Regions from separate parts of the Muntiacus reevesi genome. Here region 2 is linked to region 1. The links are chromatin contacts, called in public Hi-C maps. All regions are on one chromosome and are shown on one strand. Each heading gives the region's core, a stretch centred on a gene start, on an enhancer-like site or on the middle of the called end of the contact. The rest is flanking DNA. Distances are from core to core; before and after follow the strand shown. Region 1 holds the start of RRM2 (ribonucleotide reductase regulatory subunit M2). Region 2 holds the start of HPCAL1 (hippocalcin like 1).

Region 1 (3,986 bases), core at 534-3,033:
TATGAATTACCCGAAATCGGAATGTGAGTCAGGTATTAGAGGATACCAAGGACTTCTCGATAGTTTTGTTAGTTTTATGGCTGATAAAGTTATGACCACATCTGTCAATAAAAATACCCATTTTCTGGAGGTACATGCCAACGGGGAAATTGACAATGTCTGTGACTTGCTTTCAAACACATGATTGAGACCAAAGTTTTAGTTGTTGCTTTGTCTAAGAGATGTGATGGTCGCTGACCTTTCTTCTCAGGCTTAGAGAATACTTTAAACACAGTATACAGTACTCTAAGAAATAGACCTCTGTGGGGAGGGTATCCTTCCCTACCCTCACCTATTTAAAGTATTGTATCTAGAAAAGACAGTGTACAAAGTCCAAGCCTCACTCAGTGACAGCCCTGAGTGTGTGAGCTGTTAGAGCTTATCCTGGTTAATCATTTCTTTCCTGGATCCTAACACTTCTGTCTCATCAGTCATTTCTGGCGTTTTGCCACATGCAGGGCAAAAATCTATGGCAAATTTGAAAGACCAAGTGTAAAGTAAAATTAAAATATTACTAAGTTTATGCCTCCACCATCACCCCAATGGAGGGTTTCAACCTCCTCTTCAAGCTCTTTGAGGCCCAATACGCAGTAAATGGGCTTATTTGGGCTTCCCTGGTGGCTCAGACGTCAAACGTCTGCCTGCAGTGCGGGAGACCGGGGTTCGATCCCTGGTTTGGGAATATCCCCTAGAGAAGGAAATGGCAACCCACTCCAGTATCCTTGCCTGGAAAATTCCATGGACAGAGCAGTCTGGCAGGCTACAGTTCATGGGGTCGCAAAGAGTCGGACATGACTGAGTGGACTTCACTTTTCACTTTTAAAGGAGTATATGAAGTCCTAGTTATTCAATCATTCTCGGAACTTTTTCTCTGAATCTTCGCTCAGTTTGCAATTTTTAAAACACTGTCGACGTTGAGGACGAGATTTCAGGGGGAAACTTCACCAAAGACCCTCTCTGTTATCAGCTTGAAGGTTTACAATGGACTTCGTATTGTTCATGAATTACCTCATTTAGTCTTCTCGTTTTATTAGAAAGCCCGCAGCTTAGATATGGCTACAAGCCCATTTTACCAGCGAGGGGACAACAGATGACGTGTCCAAGGGACACAGCCACTGCACCCCGGGGACCCTGTAGTTCCGCGGCTCTAACCGTTAGGCGGTCACCACCGGCCAGCCCCCACCTTTGCCGGGCCTCAGGGACCTGGAACCCCCATCCGGGTACACACACGTATCCAGATCGCCGCAGCCACATCTCCCTCGCAGTCAGGGGCGTTTTACGGGCCTCCGTACCAAGCTCATCTGCAAAAACTATTTACGCGGAACCGAGAACCGGGTTCCAGAGACGTCTTCAGAGAGGTGGGGCTCCGCGGGGGTGGGGAATTCGCTCCCGCTCGCGGGCCGGCGGGCTCCAATCGCGTTGCTTCATTCAATCCCAAACCGTTCCGGGGACGCGCGAGAGTGCCCTCGCGCCCGCTAGGGCGCACGGAGCGCGCAGGGGCTGCAGCCTTTGTCCGACGAGGTCTTCGGGGAGGCGGGCGGCGGCGCTCGCGGCCCCCCAGAGGCCTGGGAGGGGCAGGTGCCCGGGGGTCCCGGGAGGGCAGGGCCTGGGGGCCAGACTGAGCTCCCGCGCTGCGCTTGAATCTGTGTGGGGTGGGCGGGGCCAGCCGGGATCCAGCCAATGGGGAAGTGGCCCCGCCCACTGGGCCGGCGCCTGGGGTTTTAAATATTCCCCCGCGGGGCCTTGCAGGGGCTCTCGGGACTCGCGCGCAGCCCCACCGCACTGACCTTCTCGCCACCATGCTCTCCGTCCGCGTCCCGCTCGCCACCATCGCTGACCCGCAGCAGCAGCAGCTCTCGCCCCTGAAGGGGCTCAGCCTAGCGGACAAGGAGAACACTGTGAGCGCCCCGGGGGGCGGGGGTCGGGGGCAGGGCGGCGGAGTCCTGTGGGTGGGTTGGGGCGCGGGCAGGCCTCTGACCACGCACCTCCCTACAGCCCCCTTCCCTCAGCGGGACCCGTGTGCTGGCCAGCAAGACCGCGAGGAGGATCTTCCAGGAGCCCTCAGAGCCGGTGAGTAGGTGGGCTGCGGCGGGGGCGCGCGGCGAGGGGGCGCTGCAGGCAAGGCGGTGCGGGCGGAGCCTGCTTGGCGCCAAAGCCTCATTGTCTGCTCTCAAACCCTACCCACCTTTCCCGGGCCCGCGCTGCCTTCCCGCCAAAGTCTGTTCCCTCCCCAGCACCATTGCACATCTGGACATTTCCTATTTCTCTATACTCCCATAAAATCCAAGTATGACAACCGACTTACATTCAGGCCCATGGGATTTCTGATCATTGGAGGTATTCTGCTTGAAAAAGAAATGACAGTTTCATGATTCGCCCTATACTTAACATTTTTTTCCCCTTACATTTTCCTCTCCCAACAGAACCCTAAGCTATCTGCCCCCAGTGTGGAGGACGAACCACTTCTGAGAGAAAACCCCCGCCGCTTTGTCATCTTTCCTATCGAATACCATGATATTTGGCAGATGTATAAGAAAGCTGAGGCTTCCTTTTGGACAGCTGAGGAGGTAATCAGATGCAGCAACTAGGAGACTTAAAAGACCCTTTGCCCATTGCCTCTCTAGAGGAAGACCCCAGCCGGGCCGGCTATAACATGTTTAAAATATGCTTTGCTGTTCTCCCTATCCCTGTTTGGAATGGTTGTCCACTCAGGATGTGAGATGTTCAAATTGGCAGAATATGGGAGGGGTATATAAATCAGGTGGTGCTAGTAGACTTATTAAAGTTGAACCATTAGGCGTATGTGTGAAGGTCCTGCCGGCTTGAACCCTTTGTGAACTTCTGTATTTCAGGTGGACCTTTCCAAGGACATTCAGCACTGGGAAGCTCTGAAGCCTGAGGAGAGATATTTTATTTCCCATGTGCTGGCTTTCTTTGCAGCAAGTGATGGCATAGTAAATGAAAATTTGGTGAGTTCCCCCTGTCTCCCACCCCTCCCCCCAGCCCCGGAAAAAGTACCTTTACTCAAGATTTACGTGAGAACTAACAATTCTCTTTTTTGTCTTTTAAAATTTTGCACACTGAAGATGTATATATCTATATCTGTAAACCAGGGTTTTATATTCTATGGCATTTTCTGTTCTATAGTGTACTTTACAGTTATTTTCTTCCTTATGGTATTTTTTTCCCTCAACTGTGCAGAAACAATGTTAAGGCAATGTTATGTGAAGGAAATGGCAACCCACTCCAGTATTCTTGCCTGGAGAATCCCATGGACAGAGGAGCCTGATGGGCTACAGTCCACAGGGTCACAAAGAGTCGGACACGACTGAGCGACTTAACTAAGTGATAGTAATACATCCAGAACCCTAGTAACTATCTATTTGCTCTCCATTTTGTGGCTTTGCTTTTTTTTTAATAACTGGTCACATCTATGTCTTGAGTGCATCCTCCTTGCAATGAATGAAAATGAATTGCTATGTCTAGCTTATAATGATACAAAAACGGAAGTGTGAGGCAACCAGTGTTCATTGACTGAATTGCTGCTGGTAGATTTTCCATAAAATGATCTTTGTGTTTTACCACTAGGTGGAGCGGTTTAGCCAAGAAGTTCAGATTACTGAAGCCCGTTGTTTCTATGGCTTCCAAATTGCCATGGAAAACATACATTCGGAAATGTATAGTCTCCTCATTGACACTTACATTAAAGATTCCAAAGAAAGGTGAGTATTTGGGTGGTGATATGCCAACATATTTATTTAGGATTACTGGTTGTTACTTTTTGAAATCGTATAGGGATAGAAAAATGACTCTAAAATGAGTAAGTCAAAGAAACTCCTAGCACCCATGGTCATGTCTACTCTTAAGAACAGGCCTAAATTCACTTTACTAGTCAATTGCTAAAAACAGTTATAAGGTTACTCCATCCTTTGAGAGCTGGAAACATA
Region 2 (3,986 bases), core at 445-2,944, 160 kb after region 1:
GCTCCACATTTATGGCTGTTTCTGTGGTTACCTTTCTTCGGGGATGTTTGGGGTGGGTGGTGATGGTAGAGGTGGGGGCGTGTGCATATCTGCTCTTCTAGAACCCAGATTTTCTGAAGCCACTGGCAGGGTGCCTTGGGAGGCACAGACCCCCATTTTTGCCTGCTAGCTGCTCACCACACGGCAGGCAGACGGGAAAGTCTGCAGGAAACATGGGTCCACCTCCCCCTGAGACCTAGCGGCTCTTAGACCAGAGGATGAGATGGCAACCAAGCCCCTTCTTCAGCAGAGACCAAAGACCCACAGAATGTCAGGGAGGGAGGAGCCAGAAGAAGCCTGCTCCTGTCCATTTTACAGGTGGGGAAACCGAGGCTGAAGGAGTCCAAGTCAAGTCAGTGAAAGTCACTCAGTTGTGTCCGACTCTTTGTGACCCCATGGACTGTACAGTCCATAGAATTCTCCAGGCCAGAATACTGGAGTGGGTAACTGTTCCCTTCTCTAGGGGACCTTCCCCACCCAGGGATCAAACCCGGGTCTCCCGCATTGCAGGCAGATTCTTTACCAGCTGAGCCACAAGGGAAGCCCAAGAATACTGGAGTGGGTAGCCTTTCCCTTCCCCAGGGGATCTTCCCAACCTAGGGATCGAACCCAGGTGTCCCACATTGCAGGCAGATTCTTTACGAACTGAGCTATCAAGGAAGCCCTTCTACATATAATGGAATAGTATTCAGCTTTAATATGGAAGGAAATCATGTCACATGCTCCAACGTGGATGAACCTCGAGGATGTTATACTAAATGAAATAAGTGAAAGTCGCTCAGTCCTGTCCAACCCTTTGTGATCCCATGGACTGTACAGTCCATGGAATTCTCCAGGCCAGAATACTGGAGTGGGTTGCCATTCCCTTCTCCAGGGGATCTTCCCAATCCAGCGATTGAACCCAGGTCTCCCGCACTGCAGGTGTATTCTTTACCAGCTGAGTCACAAGGGAAGCCCAAGAATATTGGAGTGGGTAGCCTTTCCCTTCTCCAGGGGATCTTCCCAACCCAGGGATCGAACCCAGGTCTCCCTCAATGCAGGCGGATTCTTTTACCAGCTGAGACACCAGGGAAGCCGGAAGGAGTCCAAGGGACCTGTCCAAACGGCCTCGAGTCAGCAAAGGCCACCAGAACTGGAACCCAGGCCTCCCTCCGCCAGGCCCCCGTGCTCCTTCCCTGAACCACACGCGGGAAGGTTGGGGCCATCTGCTTACAGGACGGGCAGGGGGGTGGTACCAGAAGGGGCCTGGCCGGCGGCCTGGGGCGACTTGAGAGGCTTCTTCCCCGTCCTGGGCCACCGGGGCCGCACTTCCTGGCAGAGAACCCGGGAGGACGCGGGGCGGGCCTCTCCCGGGCACCGCCCCACAGGCCTCTCCCATACTCTCAGGCCAGGGGCCAAAGGTTAGGAAGGCGGAGCTGGCGCTTGGTTCCGCCCCCTACCTCGAGATCCACGCGGGGCAGCAAGGGGCCGGCGTGGAGAGGGCGGGGGCGGGGCGCGGCAGGGCCAGAAGAGGGCAGGGTTAGAGCCGGGGGAGGGACCAAAGTGGGTTGGTGGGCGGGGTTAAACGGAGGGGCGTGGCCGAGCGGGGGCGGGTCTGCAGGAAACTTGAGCTCGCGCCCCGCCTCCGGCCCCCGCCTCCGGGCCCCGCCTTCGCGTCCCCTTCCTTCCCGGGGCTGGCGGGCGGGCCGCGGCGACTGCAGGCGGCGGACTGGCGGCTCTGCGGACGCACGGGCGCCTCCACCTCGCTCCCTCCCTCTCTGCCGGCTTCCTTTTGTCTTTCTGCGAGGCGATGAGAGGAGGGCCAGCGCGGCGGCTGCGGGCGCACGGAGGCCCGCGCTCCTAGGCACCCCTTCCCTGGCCTCGGCGCGCCAGTCCCTCGTAGCTGCCAGTGCCCGCCCCCAGTGCCGGCGGCGCGGAACTTGGGCTCGGGGAGCTCGACAGATCGCGTCCTGCGACGGAGCAGGTAGGAAAGGGGTTGGGCTGCGGGTAGTGCGGAGCGTGTGCTGCGGTCGGGCTCTCTGCGTGTATGTGTGTGCGTGTGTGTGCTTGTGTGCGCGTGTGCCGGCGGCGATTGTGTTTCTCTGCGCTGTGGAGTTGTGGTTGACTGAGTACGGCGGTGTGTCCCTGGAATGGCGTGTCCTCGTGGGGCATCCGTGTGTGCAGCTGGAATCGGCACATTTGGGGGCTGCGTTTGTGGAATCGTGTCGGGGCGCAGTTGCTGGTGGGGACCGGTGCGCGGAGTGTGTATCGTGTGTGAGCGGCTGTGCGTGTCGGGGTGCGGATGGGCAAGGTGGGCGTGGGCGGACCAGACCCGAGCGCAGAGCCGCGCGGGTCCCGGCCGGCCAGCGCAGTGCGGAGCTACAGACAGAGCAGGGATCCGAGGCCCGGGGTGGGGGGTGGCTAGCCCGAGCTTCGGGGACAGCCGGCGACCCCCACCCGGGGACAGGTCCGCGCGGTCCACGTGAGTCGCCTGTGCGCTCTGGCCAGGGGAGGGGGCCGGCTCGGCGGCCGTCTGCTCGCCCCTTCCCAGGCGGAGGGGCGGCGGGCAGAGCCCTGCGGCGGAGTTAGAAGCCGGGGCATCGCGGGGACTCGCGCCCGCGCCACCTGTGCCAGATACGCCACCATCCCGGATCGCGGTTTTCTTATCAAATGGGGACAGTTCCCCCCTCCCTCGGGGTCTGTCGTGACGGTTAAAATGAGAAACACTGTAGCTCTCTCTCGTTGGGCCGAGTGCCGGGCACACAGTAGGTGTTATGTTAACTGGATTAGCGTCTCACTTTAAAAAAATCCTTTCTTTCCCCCTTTATGGTGGGAGAGGCTCCTGTTCCACACCCCCCCACCCCCGCCCCGTGTGTCGTGTGCTTCTCCCGCCACCCTAACTTAACCATGAAGCTCGGAGACCCGAGAAAGTTTAGGCGGCCGGCGGTGCCGTCTCCCCGCCTCTGCTCCGGGCCGGCGCCGCCTGGAAGGTGTAGGAGCGCGCAGCGCCGGGCGCCCGCCCTTCTCCAGCCGCTAAGCCTGGCGCGTCCGAGCGGGGGTCCCTCTCCTGGCCGAAAGCAGAGGCTGCGGGAGTCGGGAGCCCTTTTGTTCAACAAGTGCCTACTCCCCAGGGGCGTGCGGATCTGCCATCTGGGAGCCCAGCGGTGAGAAAGTGGCACTCGCCGCAGAGACGCATCTCGGGCTCCCGGGGCACCCCTGACCAGGCCTGGTCACGCGGAAGGCTGCCCCCTTTTCCTCCCCGCCAACATTCACTCCCCCCTAGAGGAGCATGATTGTCAGGATGGCGAGTCCTGCCTTGGGCGCTGGCATCGAACGCCCTACGTTCTCCACCCCCCCAACCCCCCCCAATCCCTTCTCCCTTTGATCAGCCTTGTGCAGGAAGCTGAGGGTCTGCGTGGGACTCTTTTCTCCTAGTCCCACGCCTTAATTTTTAATGTTTAGTGTCAAACCTGGTGCTCACTGAACTGCAGTGACTGTGCACGCAGCTCTAACCAGCATTCGCTCTCAGGCGGAGTCCGGCCAGCCACACCAGAGCGCTTGCTCAGACCCAGCACGGCCAGCTGGCCAGGGCTGCTCTGCTGCCTGCCTTCTGCCATAGCCCGGGATTCCTCCCTTTCATTTCTAGTTTCTTCCTCTCAGGACCCTTCTCAGACGGGAAAAAAAAACAGAACCAAAATACAACTTTCACCAAGGGAGCAGCAGACCTCATGGTACATGTGGTTCTCAAAATGAAACGCTGGCATGGAGTGGGCAGGGGCTGCGCTTGGGTCCGGGTGCCTTTCCAACTGTCCAGTGCTCTTGGCTGGTGTTCTCAAGGAAGCTTCCGCAGGCTTCTATGACACAGGAGCAGAAACCTCTGGCTCGGTTCCTTTGGTCTGCCTTCTGCTGGGACCCAAGCCCTGAGATCTCCACAGTGATTGCAGGCCAGGGGAACCGAATAATAAGCT

The links. A called contact is a pair of places that touch in the nucleus more often than the background predicts.
Region 2: a contact with region 1 is called in a Hi-C map of muscle, with 3 times the contacts expected there. The contact joins the promoter of HPCAL1 here to the promoter of RRM2 in region 1. A contact is called at or near these places in 2 of 3 Hi-C or Micro-C datasets (blood and muscle).

What each region holds. Positions count from the first base shown.
Region 1 is chr3:18,672,982-18,676,967 of mMunRee1.1, forward strand. It overlaps RRM2 (ribonucleotide reductase regulatory subunit M2), which reads left to right and starts at 1,784. Exons shown (of 10, transcript XM_065928584.1): 1 at 1,784-1,937; 2 at 2,035-2,109; 3 at 2,463-2,606; 4 at 2,892-3,008; 5 at 3,628-3,761. The coding sequence starts at 1,839.
Region 2 is chr3:18,829,141-18,833,126 of mMunRee1.1, forward strand. HPCAL1 (hippocalcin like 1) reads left to right here and starts at 1,695. Exons shown (of 5, transcript XM_065928585.1): 1 at 1,695-2,002.